Linked DNA regions of Salmo salar: region 1 is linked to region 2. The links are chromatin contacts, called in public Hi-C maps. All regions are on one chromosome and are shown on one strand. Each heading gives the region's core, a stretch centred on a gene start, on an enhancer-like site or on the middle of the called end of the contact. The rest is flanking DNA. Distances are from core to core; before and after follow the strand shown. Region 1 holds the start of tpd52 (tumor protein D52). Region 2 holds the start of znf704 (zinc finger protein 704).

Region 1 (3,293 bases), core at 80-2,579, 130 kb after region 2:
GAATGGGAAAGGGAGGAGAGGGAAGAGGTCAGAGGGGTCATAGGGGACTGCAGAGCAGACGTAGACAGTGGGAGAATATCATTGCATACTCCTCACCTCCTTCTCAAAAACCATTGGATGAGAAAGCCAGAGGCCTCTGACCTCCTCCAATGGGTTTTGAGAAGGTGGGAGGGAGAGAGGAGGTGCAATTCAGATTCTCCCAGTGATGCTCCTCCTCAAAATGACACAAGTGGCATAGGTTACTACCTGGATTGTTATTGTGAAAGGTGTATATCATTCTGGGAGTAAAACCATAGGCTAGACCTGTAGAGACATGAAGTGTTTACCCATTTCCGAGATGTCAGGAAAACTAAAAAGTGCTGATAGAATGTTGTCTAGTAGTCTGTCAACAGCACAAGACTAACCACAAGAACAGTGCAAATCAAAGGCTATTCATAACCGTACACTTTAGTGATGCGGCCTATCAAATAAACGTAACACGACGACATCATACACATAGTACATTCAAAGTGTGAAAATTGAATTGACAAATGTGCCAGAGACATTGTCTACAACGGAATTAATGAAGTTGTTCACAAACCTTTAAAACGATGAAAGACATACAGTAAACTTACCAATGGGTAATAAAGGCATACACGTGAATGATCAAGAAGGAGAACAATCTGTACACAGTAAGGAATGTATGACACATCTACAGCGAGGTGTGGTGTGTGGGCGTTCCAGGAGCAAACATATGGTAAACTGTATTTTCAACCCACTTCAGTGAAAATAACAGCAAAACAACGCATAAATGTAATGTTTGAACCAATATTATGACTCATTCAACGTTCTTTCAAACGCGTGCAACAAAGTAACGTTAACAATTGAAGTTGGGTTTTAAATTCGAGGACTAGACAAACTTCCTTATCTGTATTGTTTTTCCTCCCACATTCAAAGAACAGGAACATTGTACAATGTTTGAGTATCTTGTTTAACCTGTGTGGTTTGAGATGAATGGCTTGCATATTATTGTCTCTGGGTATATCGAAGACTAGAACATTCTTTGTTTAACTTTTTTTTTTTTTTTTTAAATCTTCTGCAAAAGGATGAACTTGAGTTAGTTAGCATATGCTCTGATTAGCCTACAGCTAGCTGGCTAACTTTGGTTAGAAACAAACTAAACAGAGTTTTAAAATGGTTGTCAGTAATAGTACTGTCATTTTGCATGCTGTAACAAATACCTTACCTTGATCTGCTTGCTCCATCCTCACGCTATATGCTGTTTCTGCTATTCTTATTTGATCCAAAAGCTTGCAGGTTCCCCACTTCGCTCCTGCAATCTTGTGCACTCACATGCTCGCGGTAGGTGGGGTCCTCTGTGACGTCAAGCCGTAGAAAGAGCACGTAGAAGTGTAAACAGAGGGTGCGTTCGTAAATTCACTCTGGATATCTACTTCGATTTCACAGCGCTCTCGTCTGAGTGTGCCAGAGCGCAGAATAACTCATGAATTTACAAATGCTCAACACCCGTTGAATATGGCCGTTGTCAGTAAACGTCGGCAAAAACTGAACAAGGCAGTTAACCCACTGTTCCTAGGCCGTCATTTGTAAATAAGAATGTGTTATTAACTGACTAGCCTAGTTAAATAAAGGTTAAATATGGATGTCATGAAAACAGCCTAACCAGCTCTTATAGGGTGAGTAAAATGGTCAGAGTGAGGTGTTCTCTCATATGTGTCTGGAAGTAGCTTGTAAGCTAGCCAACGTTAGCTTGGTGCTTGACTGCGGTTGTGATGTCAGAACGCTCGGATCAACCCTACTCCACAGCCAGAGCTGTGTCCAGTGTGCGCTCCCAGAGCGAAACGCTCTGAATCTGAGGACGCTCTGAATTTACGAACACAACCAGAGCCAGGCACATGGTTCAATGTGTAACACGTAATCAAGCTATCTATTTCAGCACGCCAAGGCTGACAAACTAATATTTCACATTTTGTTAGTCATTTTTCTATATTTCATTGTTGGACAGCCGTATTGATGTCTTTCTGAACATACACAAGTGGATTTAATGTGGCCCCAGAGTGACCTTCCAGACTGTGTTCAATCTGACCTGTAACCTAATTGATAGACACCCAATATGAGTTTTGACTCAGACTATAACCAGGCTGTCTATAGACTGTCTGTTGACACACACACCCCTTTCATGATGATTGATTTATTCATTTGCATTCAAAGAAATACTTAACTGACTTGCCTAGTTAACTAAAAATATAAAGTATAACAAATACGTTTAGGCCATTTAATGGAGAGACGGATTGTATGGGTGTGCATATTGTATTACCCTCCCTTTCACTCTGGATTTAGACCTGACAAGGCTTTATATACACCTGCCATTACCAGAAGCAGAGTGGGTCACACTCCCCATCATGTTCACACAATGTGTCCTGGTTTAGTCCTTAATTTACTGGCTTTGAAACTGGACGCTAGGCCTAACAACGCCACTCATTACTGGAACAGTGCTGTCAGTCAGAAAACTCAGCGAATCATGAAAGACTACTGCCACCTGCAGGAGCAAAAGATCAGGAACAGGCTTCCATGGGATTATTCTAGGATTTAGATCAATATATATTCCCATATTGATTATGGCTCTGTAATTGAAATAATCTGTGGGGAAAAAACGAAACAATGTCAGTTATACCCAAACAAATGTTTTATGTTTTTGGTGTTATCTAAACATAAACGTATTACTTACGTATTACGTATTACTTACTATATCATCATACACTACTAATTATATAATATAATTTATTCATCAATAAAACCTAATGAAAATATATATATTCCACTCGGCCGTGTTGGACTGTACAGATTTCCAATCAATTATTAGTTACGTATTTGGATTGTTATTGATTATTACAGTTTCTGATATTGCTGTGGTTTTTCACATAATTAATTTGAACAAAATACACACTTATTTGGACAACAATTGTTTGAGTTTATTTTATTATATGCCTATAATAAACAAACTGGGTGATGTTGGATTGCATAAAAAATATTGGAAATAACGAAATAGTAATGGGGAAAAATGTGGAACGCAAAGAACCATGAAAGTGTTAATCATTCACCTGGTAGCTGTGTCACCACCTAGGAACATACAGAGAGTATCTGTATGTTCCGGTCACCACCACACCTTGTGCGTTTGGTTGGATCATTTGTTGTACCTGCCCATTGAAATGAATGTAATACAAATACCATAGGTGCGCACTAGATCTGTTTGATGCAGTTAATACAAGGGGACCGTCACCCCGCTTGGCAGG
Region 2 (3,129 bases), core at 500-2,999:
CGTCATAGTTCCTAAAATAAAACTTTGTGGGATAATAGAAGTGTACAGAATAATAGTAGGCTTAGATTTGGTTTCAAACTATAAGCTTTATGCTTGAAATATACACAATAACACTGGCTTCTCAACTAGTCTTACTGAGCCTGGCTGGTCTAAATGTTTCTTTGCGCTACATTCCCATATTTTTCTCCTCCCCTCCCCCTCCCATTTCGTTTTCTCTTCCATTCATCGTTGCGTCATTGTTTTGGATGGAGCCAAAACTTGTCTGTTATACTGACAAAATACACGATTGACCGCTCTAACAATGGAAATACATGTCCTTAAAGATGGAAGGCAGGCGAGATCAGGTGGGACCATTCTAGCCAATGATTGGGCAGATACGCATTTGAACAACATGCCATAGAGCTAGATAGAGGACTCGTCTTTGTTTCTGTGTCATTATAGCGTCTGTGACAGCCTCAATGGCGCTGATCATGCTATCGCCATTTTAAAGTAGTCAATTTTCTTCTTCATTGGCTGATTGCTCCCAATTTATGGGAATCCCGACCCAGTTGACCACTTTAAGATGGTGGAAGTGCTCAATTCCAATGTCCATGTTAAAAATAGGTTAAATCCATGAGGAGTCCTCTATAAAGTTTTAAATTGCTGAAATGCCACATGCGTCCACTTTTATCAGTGCATTCTTAACAACCTAACCATTACGGAACGTATGTTAGATCAAATAACCTCACGTAGAAAATTACTAATTACAATTTTTGATCACCAAATTCGACACTCTCCCTTCCATTGACCTCTGTACAAAAAAATCCAAAATTCCTGGGTTCATTTTTCGTGGACAGATTTTGAAACGTCGCTTCCTGTCTGATGGAGCGTCCTCTCCAACTCCCATAACTTTATGTTGGACGGAAATTGAGGGAGTTTTATTAACCTGAGCTCCGGTGCACCGGCCGTGACGTGAACAGGCAAAAGCGGCGAGGGAGGAGCGCCTTTGTCAAATCGAACATTAACATAATCTGCGCTGCTCGGTCATGTTGTCAACAAGGCAGCATGGTGCATCATCCAGGAACATACATCTCTTTTCCATAAAAATTATGTTCACATTTTCTGACTAGTTTTCATCGGGAAGGCTTATAAAGCGTTTTTAGCAAGAGCAATAATTTTTCCATGGTAAAACAGAGTCCTATTCATTACTCCACGTGCTTAATCTAGCCTGGGCTACGTCACTTTTGTTTTGAGCGACTTTTACGTGGGTTTTGAAGGGGGCATCTGGCTCACGCCCGGGAGACAGCCCGGTTCCAAAACGAATCCAATCAATTTTCACCCGGTTTAAACTCATTCACAGGGGTAACCCGGGCCAGATAATAGAATCCCCTCACTGACAGAAAAATGTGCGTAGCCCAGTGGAGGCGTGTGCTGGGCCGACCAATGGGTGCTCGAGTCAACCGCGAGACCGCACATGTTTACAGGCAGCAATCCGCCGGTAGAGGCGCTGGCTCTTGGCAGTCGGCTACGGACTGGAATCTCTAGAATATGGATCCGGAGTCACTGTTACGCGGCTATTTCAGCAAATTTCACCATGTCAGACGGCAAACCGGTGTAAAATATGTGCGTGAAACTAAAATTATTTTTCATGTAGATCACAGATAATATATTTTTTTTGTGTATTGGCGAAGCCCTTTTGTTCGGATGAAAATGTACTGTTCAAATGTCATTGTCGGTCCTTTAATACAGTTCCGTGTTTTTGTGCTCTCTCACGAGTTTAGAGGGAACAGTCAGGAAAACAAACAGGTCGAACGAAGAAATATCAGTAGCCGGTCTGTTGAATAGGTTATTTCACGGGGAATGGCTTGTTTTCATGCATTTGTTAATCCATGCATGTAGCTTTTTCTACACATATTCGTGCTTTCAAATATCGTTCGTTTTGACCCGTCCTAGCAGCAGAGTATGTTGCCGCTTTCTAACATTTGGTTAGGGTTTATGGAGCACGTAGTCTATCCGCTGCGGTGTTGTGTTTTTCATGTCAGTGTTTATCAATTCTAACTCGACGTCCATAGATATTAACCGCATTCCGCTTTAAATTCGGTACTATACATTTATCGCTATGCATACGAGGCGTTTGGTGAAGCGTTCAATCCTGGGCAGCCGGGTGTATGCGCCGAGTCCGACTGGGGACGGGGCTCCGTTGACAGGAGTGGTACAGGCTGTCAAGCAGGAAAACAGAGATGTTTCAACTGGACCTCTGCGTAACGTCTACACGTTACTAATGCAAGACGGAAGCCTGAAAGAATTCTCCGAGGACGAGATAGCCGTGGGCTTCAGCCAAACGACGGCGAAAGGACCGCTCAAATCCAGCTTGAAGGTCTGTTTGTGTGTGACCGGGAAGCCTGCTGTTGTTGTGCAGCGGTGTTTTGCAGCGTTTAACTGCTTCGTGCACAGACGGAGAAAGAGCGTGTTATTGCATCCATTGCCCGCCGCTGCAACCGGCTTTTACAAGCTATATTAATGATAGGCAGACAGTCACACACCCAGAATAATCCAGATGAGATTCATGTTGTAGTGCAGAACTACAGATTGAATAATAACAATGCACTGTGAAAATATTTAGCATTAAATACAGGACAAAGGGGTTCCCATTGAATGCTTGATTATGATAGGGCCCTATCTGCGCAGTGTTTTTCTGACCCATTGACTGTAGATTTGACCTAGTGGGTAGATGGCAGACGCAAACACGCTCTGCAGCATTCTGGACCGATCATTGATGTAATAAAACATCCCAGATTGTACACAATGCATCAGTCGCATATGACACTGGCAATTCATGCATATTAACCCGTCATTGCATTGAATATGTCATTATAATGTAGGAATTCATGTAATAACTGTAGTTGCATTTATTTTATTGTGTAGGGGAGGGAGTAGTATGCAGTCATTAGCTAGGCTATTTGTTTCATTCATGTCACACTTGTGTCCTTGCTGCTACTGAAGAAAACAATTGACTTTAGGCTTAATAACTAGCGTAGAATAGTAGATGTCATATTATTATGCCACACTGGATGGTACATTGTGTTTCTAAATATCAAGATGTATTCCTTCCTGTTATGAGTGACCTAATTGCCTGCCTTTAAAAGTTCC

The links. A called contact is a pair of places that touch in the nucleus more often than the background predicts.
Region 1: a Hi-C map of muscle shows a contact between it and region 2, with 4 times the contacts expected there. The contact joins the promoter of tpd52 here to the promoter of znf704 in region 2. A contact is called at or near these places in 3 of 3 Hi-C or Micro-C datasets (blood, gill and muscle).

What each region holds. Positions count from the first base shown.
Region 1 is chrssa27:25,651,049-25,654,341 of Ssal_v3.1, forward strand. It overlaps tpd52 (tumor protein D52), which reads right to left and starts at 1,330. Exons shown (of 6, transcript NM_001141231.2): 1 at 1,226-1,330. The coding sequence starts at 1,244.
Region 2 is chrssa27:25,516,202-25,519,330 of Ssal_v3.1, forward strand. znf704 (zinc finger protein 704) reads left to right here and starts at 1,750. Exons shown (of 9, transcript XM_014178264.2): 1 at 1,750-2,356. The coding sequence starts at 2,099.